Regions from separate parts of the Mus musculus genome. Here regions 1 and 2 are each linked to region 3. A link is a contact called in public promoter capture Hi-C data. All regions are on one chromosome and are shown on one strand. Each heading gives the region's core, a stretch centred on a gene start, on an enhancer-like site or on the middle of the called end of the contact. The rest is flanking DNA. Distances are from core to core; before and after follow the strand shown. Region 1 has its middle 57 kb from the start of Gm42252. Region 2 holds the start of 6330407A03Rik (RIKEN cDNA 6330407A03 gene). Region 3 holds the start of Cyp7a1 (cytochrome P450, family 7, subfamily a, polypeptide 1).

Evidence for each region. Promoter capture Hi-C pulls out the DNA fragments that hold promoters and counts their contacts.
Region 1: a contact with region 3 is called in a promoter capture Hi-C map of liver, with 5 times the contacts expected there. The contact joins the enhancer-like site here to the promoter of Cyp7a1 in region 3. A contact is called at or near these places in 6 of 39 promoter capture datasets (the C10 cell line, the HPC-7 cell line, hippocampal neurons and 2 more) and 1 of 9 other capture datasets (liver).
Region 2: a promoter capture Hi-C map of liver shows a contact between it and region 3, with 6 times the contacts expected there. The contact joins the promoter of 6330407A03Rik here to the promoter of Cyp7a1 in region 3. A contact is called at or near these places in 2 of 39 promoter capture datasets (both in liver).

The regions. Positions count from the first base shown.
Region 1 is chr4:8,360,833-8,364,526 of GRCm38.p6, reverse strand. No RefSeq gene overlaps it. Among named protein-coding and RNA genes, the nearest start is that of Gm42252, 57 kb to the left of the region's middle. Within about 2 kb of position 2,321, at least 10 of the 459 cell types and tissues checked have an H3K27ac peak or open chromatin away from gene starts, as enhancers often do. A contact at or near this core is called in liver, where this site is marked.
Region 2 is chr4:3,713,151-3,716,761 of GRCm38.p6, reverse strand. It overlaps 6330407A03Rik (RIKEN cDNA 6330407A03 gene), which reads right to left and starts at 1,798. Exons shown (of 1, transcript NR_028126.1): 1 at 1-1,798. The region is part of intron 1 of Lyn (LYN proto-oncogene, Src family tyrosine kinase); the gene reads right to left.
Region 3 is chr4:6,273,517-6,277,038 of GRCm38.p6, reverse strand. It overlaps Cyp7a1 (cytochrome P450, family 7, subfamily a, polypeptide 1), which reads left to right and starts at 1,407. Exons shown (of 6, transcript NM_007824.3): 1 at 1,407-1,547; 2 at 3,215-3,455. The coding sequence starts at 1,468. RefSeq lists a promoter at 1,089-1,439.

The DNA.
Region 1 (3,694 bases), core at 1,072-3,571, 2.1 Mb before region 3:
CCTAATCTTAAATGTTTACCATATTAAAGACACTCTTTCCAAATAAAGACCCTTTCATAGGTAATAGATATTAAAGCTCTTACATCTTTTTGCAGGAATACATAGTTTTATGCACATGTTGAATTATAATTTGCATGTTAGATTATAATAATATTCTGGAGAGAAAAAGTCAGTCCAATTATGGTGACAATGGCATCTACGTGTGAGGCAAAGAGAGATGGAGGTTTGTGGTCTGCATATTGGTCCAGGATATGCATTACTGTGAAGGTGATATTGGAAGAAACCTAGATGTCGGGGCTTAGACATGTCTGGGTAGTCTAGAGGTATGAGCCAAATGCTAAGGTTCGGAGAGAGCATTTCCCTAGGAGATACAGAGACACCTAAGAGACAAGTGAGGCTGGAGAGGAATCAGGAGAGGCTGTTGCAGGAACTGTGTTCGGTGACCATGGGTTTCTGAAGGATGCAGAGACATGCTGCCTTCAGAAAGTCTTCATGGAGCCATGGAAGAGAAGTGTGAGATGATCCACCTTAGATTTAGAAGCTTTTGAGGGTTACTATGACAGTAACTTAGGGGTGGTTGAGGGGAGACCAGTAGGAGGTGGCCATGAGAGTCCAGGTGAGAGGTGGGGCTGATTCATCAGGAGGAATGGATAAAGGTGGAGAGAGATTTGAGCTATACATGGCACATGCTTATGGAAATGGCAATGGGACCTGAGGCTCTCAGGCTAGGCCGAAGTTCATGCTAATCTCAAACCTCCCATCGTCTGCACAGAGAGGACACTCTCCTGGGTGAGTTTGTGGGTGTCCATATGCAATAGGATATGCTGAAAGTGACTTTCTGTGGACTGTCTGTACTCAGCAATGGCTTTCTTTTCTCCTAGCTGGAAGACTTAGCCCTTCAGTGATAGAGGGCCACACACTGTAGACTTCTAATCTCCATATAAAAATGGAGATGAGATCCACAAATAAATGAGGCAGTATATCCTGATAACAACATTCACCTTGCAGGAGTATCGTAAGGACGTGTTGTTTTTTTTTTGTTTTTTTTGTTTGTTTGTTTTTTCGAGACAGGGTTTCTCTGTGTAGCCCTGGCTGTCCTGGAACTCACTCTGTAGACCAGGCTGGCCTCGAACTCAGAAATCCACCTGCCTCTGCCTCCTGAGTTCCGGGATTAAAGGCGTGTGCCACCACGCCCGGCTAGGACGTGTTGTTAAAAGGACTGTTCAACACTAGATTTCCAAGAGGCACCCAATAGGTGTCGATTGTTGTTAATAAATATCAGTTTGGTGCTCCAGGGAGAAATTGTTTGGAATAAGACTTTTGGAAGACATGGCTCTCTGTGTGACCTTGGGCAATCTACAGTTTCCTGTGCAGATGCTATGTCCTGTGCAGATGCTATGCAGGCAATGACTCGGGACAGGACTCACACAACTAACTGATGTTAACCTTGAATCTAAACTGACACATAGTCACATTTTACCAAGTTAAAGTCAACTAAATTAGACCATATGAAACTGAAGACAAAAACTGGGTTGCTATTCACTTTCGTACTATTTATATAATAAAGTTATTAGAAAACCTATGATCCAGAGTTCCCAGTGTGGAGATGTTTAACCCAATTAAGGAAGTAAACTTTAAAGTTATGTCAGAGCCAATCAGCAGAATCACTTTATATACCCATTTATGTGTAGAATATGTATCCCTGGATTTAGTCTTCATCATTAGAAAAAAAGTGTTAAAAAAATGTGTCTTCCTTCCCCCAACCCCCAGTGGCCACCCATAGACGGCCATTAGTATTTCTGTGAATTCCTGCTGACAGCCAAAGAAGGGTTCTTTACAAATCCTACAACTCCAACTTCCTAAAGCTTTGTGCTGCTGTTCTCAGAATCATCTTGGAATGGACTACAGAGGTCTGGCTGGCAGGCTTACTTAGGCAGCGTTGTAAAAGAGAGAGCGGCACAACTGAAAAAGATCTTGTTGGCAGCACCACACAGGACGAGTGTTCTTTATTTTTAAAAAAGGCCTATAAATATACAATTTAGCTCTTTGGTCCTCAGCTAGATTCAGTGTGGGTTTAGGGTTTGTGGTTCACATTAGAGTGTCTGAATCCTGGAGTCTGGCTTGTTTAGGAGCTTAGTCCTCCCAGCTAAGGTCAAAAGGAATTGGAAAATTCACCTTCCCTGGTCTTCTGACAGAACTCTGGGATGTGTTTTTGGAGGTCACGTCTCTGCAGCCTTTTTCAATTAGCCGAACTCTAGATGGACCTTTTCATCTTCCTGGCCATGTTCTGAGAGAAGGCAGCAATTGAGCAAACATCTGTGAAGGGCAACTGGCTTGTGCTAATTGTTGTTGGCACAAAAACTTTTTTAAAAAAAGTGTATACCTCCCTCCCCCAAATGGTTTTATTTGACCAAGAGTGAATTTGTAAGAAAGTAAATCTAGTTCAATTTGTTTTCTAAACATCAGTTCAGCTTGATATAAGACTTTGTACCCAAAGTCCAGCTGCTCCAGACTGCCAGGACAAAATAAATAAATATATTAATTGCTTGGAAAAAAATAACAGAAAAAAAACCCAGCTGTGACTAATGGAAAAAACAAGCCAATAAATGGAACCCCGAGTGTTATTGCACTGTGGAAGATTACCAGTGAGGCTGGAATTACATACATTCAGAAACCCATACAAACAGACATCTCAACTTCTTACCCCGAGAAACCGCAAAGACAACTAAAGACTAAGCTCTTCTTCCATCTGGAGGTGACGCACCTGTAAACATCCAAGACAGAGGTATACACAAGTTTGCCTTTTCTTCTCCCTCACTTTGCCTTCTTGGATTTAGCAGTACTAGTTGGAAGAATGTTGGGAAGACTCACATATATGTTTTTGGTCAGGAGGATAAAGGAAACACACAAGGTGCTGACAAGACCACTAAAGCTTTGCATCTAAGTGTGGTGGTCAGGCAGTCCCAGACATCCTTTGCCCAGCCTCCTCTGGAGGTTGGGGTTTGCTGTTTGAACTCTGACCTTTGTTGTCTAGCTAGCTCTGACTCATGTTGCAGAACACAGTTCAAAGGCTACTCCTCAGCAAGGGTCAGCATCCTGCTTGTGTGTTGTCCTGCCTGCTCTATTTTTGTACTTTTCCATCACCATCATAGACCTTTTCAGATCCTGCTCTCATGAATTGATAGGATGTTTGGTGATTTGGTCAATATCTGCCTCTTTCTCTGGATTGGGGGATACATAAAAGCACTGTTCACAACCCATCTAGAGAGCAATGCAGAGTTGTCTCTTAGTAAATACAGTGAATAAACTAGCAGGCCCCCTCAAAGAACACAATGATGGCTATGTGTCAGGTACTGTAGCCAATACCTTCATATTTCAATTAACCACTGTGCTGCTCTACAAAGTTTCAGTCCCAAACAAACAAACAACTAAGGCCTTAGTTAGGCCTTCTATTGCTGGGCTAAAACACCATGAACAAAAGCAACTGTGGAAGAAAGCGTTTATTTGTCTTACATTTCATATCATAGTCCATTACTGAAGGAAGTCAAGGTAGGAGTTCAAGGCAGGAACCTAGAGGGAGAAGAGGGAGAGGGGGAGGGAGGAGAGGGGGAGGGGGAGGGAGAGGGAGAGGGAGAAGGAGAGGGAGGAGAATCAGTGTGCAGTGTCAGCCACCTGGAACTAACTGGAATCCAAA
Region 2 (3,611 bases), core at 549-3,048, 2.6 Mb after region 3:
AAAAACATGGTTATGCTAGGTGTGGCGTGGCACATGCCTTTAATCACAGCACTCAGGAGGCAGAAGCAGGTGGACCTCTGTGAGTTCAAGACCAGCTTAGTGTACAAAATGAGTCAACCTAGTCTACAAAATGAGTCCAGGATAGCCAACTCTGTCTCAAAAAACCCTGGTCTCAAACTCACAGAGATTAAAGGTTAACTCCACATGAACCTGGCCCAAGATTCTCAAAGCTTAACAAATAAGACACTTTACTAACTGGCTAAACGATACATTGCAGGACAATGAAGTGTCCTGGAGAGACTTTAACAGACCCCAGGAGTTTAAAATGAGAAATAAGAAGCAAAAGCCAGTGCAGATTCAGAGCTGTTCCTCTTAAAAATGAGGCCAAGAAGAGATGATATAAAAGGATGGCTCTTGGGGGTCAAGCCACCTCAGGGCACCAAGTGACAGAATGCTCTAGGGGACCTCAAGCTTTCAGGGGATATGCCATGGTGAAGGCTTGTTCCAGCACTGGCTCAGCTATGTACACCTCCCTCCCTCACATCTTAGCTTTGTGAAACCAGGTTGGCTGTGTCTGGTGTGATTCAAAACTAGCAAGTGTCAACTGCAAATCAATGGAACAGAAACAGGACAGTTTGAGAAGTTTCATGTCAAGATACACTTGACCCATTTGCGAGTGACTGTGATTATTAAAATATAACAGAAATAGGATTCTTCCTTCTAATGTATGACATCTTTTCAAACAGCATTGTGTCCTTATATCCAAAATGTATTCCAGTTTTGGATTCACTACTCGCAGAATATCTTCCATTCTAGGACTACTAGAAAAAAAAAAAACTGTAGTTGGAGGACCATGAACCAAGAGTGCCAGAGAAGCTGTGACTCAGTACTTGGGAGAAATAGGAGCCAGGGGTTAGTCTGTGTGGGTGAGGCTGGCAGAGGCTATACATCTTGAGTATGGTGTTAGGAACACACAGCATGTGACCACCAGCCAGTACTGAGGCAGTGGCTGGCACTTAGCAATTTTGCCTTCACTTTCTACATCGCTCAGAGTCCAGACAGAGACACTACTGGCTTTCCAGGGGACTAATACTCTAGGGAAGGCTGTCACTCAGTTTCAGACCATATCTTTTTATATATATATAAAATGTAAAATTGGCTCAGTGGTCCCAGCACCTGGGGTAGAGACAGGAGGATCAGTTCAGTGTCATCTTCTGCTACTTAAACTGAAGGCCCTGGCTCATAAGCAATACATAAGTAAATGCATTGTAAAAATCAGTAAGATAAAACTAAAAGGAAAAATTTAAGGTTTAAAGAACACAAAACACAAGCAAACATCATGTAATATTACAATAAAAATCCCAACGCTAAAATAAAATACAATACTTTGTACCTCTGTAGTATGTTGGAAGTTTGAAAACTTCTTTTTTTTTTTTTCTGGACAGGGATTACCTGTGTCATTCTAGCTTTGCTGGAAGTCACTCTGTAGACCAGACTGGCCTCTGCATCCCAAGTGCTAGAATTAAATGCCTTGACACTACTCCTGACACTACTTCGACATTATTTACTTTATGTATGTACTTCAACAGCATATCACAAAATTCTACCGAATTTTCATTTTTAATTAAATTCCTCACCACACTGTCCACTCAGCATGGGAAACCACAGCTGTCCAGTGTTGTCATTTCCTAGTCAAATCCAGTCCCCTCAGGTCCCATCAATTCTGTGAGAGATTTACATTTGGGTTCTGAGTTCTGGGAAGGCATGCATGAGAAAATGGTAATTTTTGATTTTCTTCCCCACGTTGATCCCCTCCCCCCCAGCAGACCTACATGATATCAACGATTACAGGATCTATGTAGAGGTGCGGTTGCCCACCAGTTGGTCCCCGTGGCATTGGTCTTCCCTCTGCCCTGTACTATGGTTATGACTAGGAACATTATTTTACATTTAAAATTCTCCAGAGACTTCCTCCCATCTATTACCTTCCCGATTTAATACAAAGGACACACAGAGAAACAAGCTTGAAAATGTGATGCTCTCTTCCGAGTGTCCTCCCAGCTCACAGCTCTCTTTGTTCTTCCTTAATGCCAGCCCGAGAATTTACCTATTTTATCATCAATCTATCTCTCATGTAAATGTAGGTCCATGAAGGCCACACTTTCTGTCAGTAGTGTACAGTACTGAATTGTCAATGAAGGACATTCTAAACCTTGCATAGCTATTGTACAATAAAGGCTACTTGGTAGGATAAATAGGCAGTAAGTGTTCAGTACTGTCCTTACAATCACCTCTCATTAGATCAAAGAGTCCTGCCTTTCTTTGTGAGCAGTACACACTCACATAGACACCGTACTGCTCACAGTCTGACAATACCCCTCTCCAGCCTAACTGTCAATCATCTGCATGGCTCCAGCAGAAAATTTCTGTCAGAGGCAGAGATTTCAACCCATGAACATGCGGTCATCTTGCCTCCTCATCTCTACTTGAGCAAGCTCTTCCCATGTAGGCAAATCTAACCAGCCCTCCAAACCAAATGCAAGGCCTGGCCAGCTGGCCTTCCACAGCTCACACATTCCTCTGCCTCGTATTTCTTCTCTCCTCAGTCACAAGTACCAACATTAATAACTCACAATGTGACTTTACGTGTGCATTGAGCCCTCAGTATTGGAAACAGGTGCAACTATTCCTTAACCCCACTGCACACACCCTGAGGGCAGGCGCAACTTCACCTCTGTCACCTCTGTCACCTCTGTGACATCATCATACTTAAGTGAAGAGAGGCATCTTGAACTCTGACACAAACAAAATCACTAGTTTCTAGGTCTCTGGGCAAACAATTGTCTGCTTCCATGCTCCTTGCAGGTACCTTAAACAGAGAAAGGAGACCGTGCAGCCTGCACCACCACAACGGCTACCTGTCACCAAGGCAGTGGCCAAGCACCATTTACTGAATCAAAGCAGACTCAGAAATTCTATGAACTATGTTTCGTGGTTTATAAAAAGCTTATAAGTAGAACCCATACTTTTATGGCCATATTTTTTTGGTTTATAATAAATTATCAATAAATGTTAATTCCCAAAGTTATTTTACTTTTAGGTATAGCTACACCAAACACTGAGCCAAACCCCACCCTACTTCATTAAGAATCGGGAAAAACTCGAAGGATTTTGGCTAAAAGACTCTTGCTTTAAAACAACCATTTTCCTGCTGTAAAGCAGAAAAAGGCCATAGTATGGGGAAATCAGGTCCCACCTGGAACTTTCATTTGTTAGTAGACACATAAACACCAGAAAAGTTTCTTAATGTAATGGTATTTACTTCATCTGTGAATTCAGATAATTCCACTCTTTCCAAGGCTATTGTGAGAACTAAGTAAAATACCAGATGCTAAATGCTTCTTAAATGGCAGGTAAACAATGGTTGTGTCCCAGCTTCCTTCCCTGTCCCCTACAGCAAAGAAAGCCAGAGTAGAGTGACTTAATCACACTTGACGGAAGAGAGGCTCCGGTGACTTTTTGAACAAACAAAATCATTAAATGTAACATGCTAAGGGCGTTGGAAAGCGGAAGCAGTTGGTGTAGGGTCAGGAAAGAAGGAGCGGACAGAC
Region 3 (3,522 bases), core at 158-2,657:
ACCTCAGATTCTTATACTCAGCTGAGAAATTGACATTGTCCCTTGGATTTTCAAATGTTCAAAACATTACACTGGTATTTTGCCTTCCAAGGCAATAGGTCCAATCCTCTCTCCACTCTATATGAAGCATATAGAAGCAGCCCTATATGAACTAATTTTTGCTTATCTTCTAGTCTCTTTCTTAAACCCAACTCCATCTTCTATCCTCCATTTGTTCATTCTGTGTTTTAGCACACCAAGTTCATCCTCTCTCTGCTCAGGAACTTCACCTTTGCTGTCCCCTCTCCTGGAAATGTCTTTCCTTAGCTATTCTATCTCAAGTATCATCTTTTCAAAAAAGCTTCTCCTATCAACATATTTAAAGCCATATTTATCCCTATACACCTCATTTTATGGATACACAACACATATTTGCTGTCTCCCCATCAAAATACAATCTTCAGTAGAGAAACTCCCTGTCTTGTTAGTACCTGAAACCAGAATATCTTCAAAGAGTTCCTGGAACATAAAAATGCTCAATTAATATTTATGTTAAGTAGGGAGCTGGGGTGTAAATCAGCGGTAGAGTGCTTGCCTTGGAGGAGTGGGGCCATTGGTTCAATCTTCAGCACAAAATGAAAGATTATGCTGAGTAAAGTTGGGAAAGTTGTATACCAGTTTATGAGTAGTATAAGAGGTAAATTATGAATTCATATTTACTTTGACAAGAAGTGTTGTAGTCTTTATTTGAAATAAAAGTACATCTTAATTACAAATAAAAATTGGTAAAGAGTGAATTCTCAAGCTATGGCTGCCTAGAAGATGAGTGCTGGGAGGTTTTCTATTTCGACGATAGTAGATAGACTACATGAAGCACCTGTGGCTTTATAAACACACTGAACAATCAAGCAAAAACAAACAAACAAAGAAACAAACAAAACAAACTGTTCCACACCGTTCACATCCTTTAGGATCGGTTGCTGTATACTTCTGGAAATTAATTTAAATAATTTTCCCCAAAGGTTAATGACATGGACAGCCAGTATTAAAGCCAGGATGGAAAGCTTCTGCCTGTTTTGCTTTACAACACACTCCACATCTTTGGTAGGTGAGCTCTTCTGTAGTGTGTTTACTTCTTTTTCTACACACAGAAGCACAGTGTTAGCTGTTGTCCCCAGCTTTGAATGTTATGTCAGCACATGAGGGACAGACCTTCGGCTTATCGACTATTGCAGCTCTCTGCTTGTTCTGGAGCCTCTTCTGAGAAGATGGACTTAGTTCAAGGCCAGATAATGCTATTTTTTTCTTTTTTCTTTTTTCTTTTTTTTAGGAGGACAAATAGTTAGTGTTTGCTCTGGTCACCCAAGTTCAAGTTATTGGATCATGGTCCTGTGCATATATAAAGCCTAGTTAGAGCCACAGTTTCTGGACCGTCTTGCTTTGCTAAGCACAGATTCTCCCCTTGGGACGTTTTCCTGCTTTTGCAAAATGATGAGCATTTCTTTGATCTGGGGGATTGCTGTGGTAGTGAGCTGTTGCATATGGTTTATCATTGGAATAAGGAGAAGGTATGGAAACATTTTTTAAATTTGTCTTAATTTATTTCTAGTATTCAATACCTTCATGATTACACAGCATGAAAAAAATACTAGTACATTAGTACTTTTAATTTTAAATTTAAAAGACACATCTTTGACTAAATCTAACAAGATATAGATAGTTCCCCTTAGCATATTCACATTCACCACTGGTAATGCAGATCTTGTTAAACATAACTAAAAAATTACAAGTTTTTGATGCAAGTTTATGTATGCGTGTGTGGAGCAAACCTAAGCTGAGAAGAGTAATATTTAGAGGGGTTCTTTCTGTGACATGAACTGACTAGATGCTCTGCCTAAGCAAGTGTGCAGTCATCTGGGTTTTCTGCAGACTCCGTCTAAGCTTGGGTGAGAGCACAGAGCCTGAGTTTGTCTGCCTCTAACTTTTCTTTCCAATGTTAACCAACTGTGTGACTGGGAAGCTTTGGTGCCTGCACATGATATCATTTTGAATGACTCAAAGAACATTTCGGGGCAGGATATTTAGATATTTTCTGGACTGTCAACATCAAAATAGGACAATACCCCTGGCATTATCTTCAGAGAGGTAAACCAGTATGTGTTCTCTTAGTTTAAAAAGTGTTTCTTTGCCTCTTCGGCTGATAGTTACCAGTTTAAATTAAACAGCTTATCGTCATGCTAAGAAAGGAAATATCAATTATACTCAATTATTCTTAGAAGAGATGAAGAGATATTCTTCACCAATATCTTAATAGGCTAAAAAAACCCACTGTTTTAATAAAAAAGCAGGGTCCCCATCATCAAAAGAAGTGTCTACAAACTGTAGTTAGGAAGCTTGAAATAAATAGTAGAAAACACTAAATATATAATTTATTGGGAAATAAATAAGCTTATAATTTTAATAAAACATTTAAGAAAGAGTAAAAGAGTATTGGATTTTAGTTCATGGTTTGCCAATGTTTACTTGATCCAATTTCATTTTATAATGATCTAATTTTCCAAATGAGATTCCTATTCACTTCAAATATCATCTCAGAATAATAATGTTCTTTTTTCCAGAGTTGAGGATCAAAGGGAAGGTTTTATAAATGTTATCAAGAGCTCCACCATTGAGCCACACCTCCAGTCCTCAGGATGCTAGTATTTTAAATTCTGTAGATTGTTAAAACTTTAACACTGTAGCCCTTTCTGTCATTTGATGTTTCCCATCCTTAAAGAAAAAGAGCAAATGTTACATTATAGGCATTTAGGGAAATGATTCTTAGAAAAGTTTAATCATTAGGTGATACTTCGAGAGCAAGAATCTTGTTGGCTATGTTAACACTCTAAGCTCTGCCATTGGGAAAAGCAATAGGACATAGGCATAGAAAACAATTTATTGGGTTCTTGATGAATGTGTGAATACACACACACACACGTGTGTGTGTATATATATATATATGGAGGTGGATAGACTGATGGATGGGTTAATAGATAGATTCGTGAGTGGATAGATTTAGTAATCACCCTCACCAATATCTTAGTACACTAAAAAAGCCACTGTTTTAGTAAAAGAGAGGGGTCCCCATCACCAAAATAAGTATCTACAAACTGTAGTTATGAAGCTACATATGAAATAAGTACTAGAAAACACTGAACACGTAATTTTCCCAACCTCCCAAATCTGCGTCTTACAGGAAAGTAGGTGAACCTCCTTTGGACAACGGGTTGATTCCATACCTGGGCTGTGCTCTGAAGTTCGGATCCAATCCTCTTGAATTCCTAAGAGCAAAGCAAAGGAAACATGGCCATGTTTTTACCTGCAAACTGATGGGGAAATATGTCCACTTCATCACAAACTCCCTGTCATACCACAAAGTCTTATGTCACGGAAAATATTTTGACTGGAAAAAATTTCATTACACTACTTCTGCGAAGGTAATTAGTTACACAGACTGTTTGTTTTCTGGTCTGTTGATGTATGAGCATATTTAGTTGTTCCAGT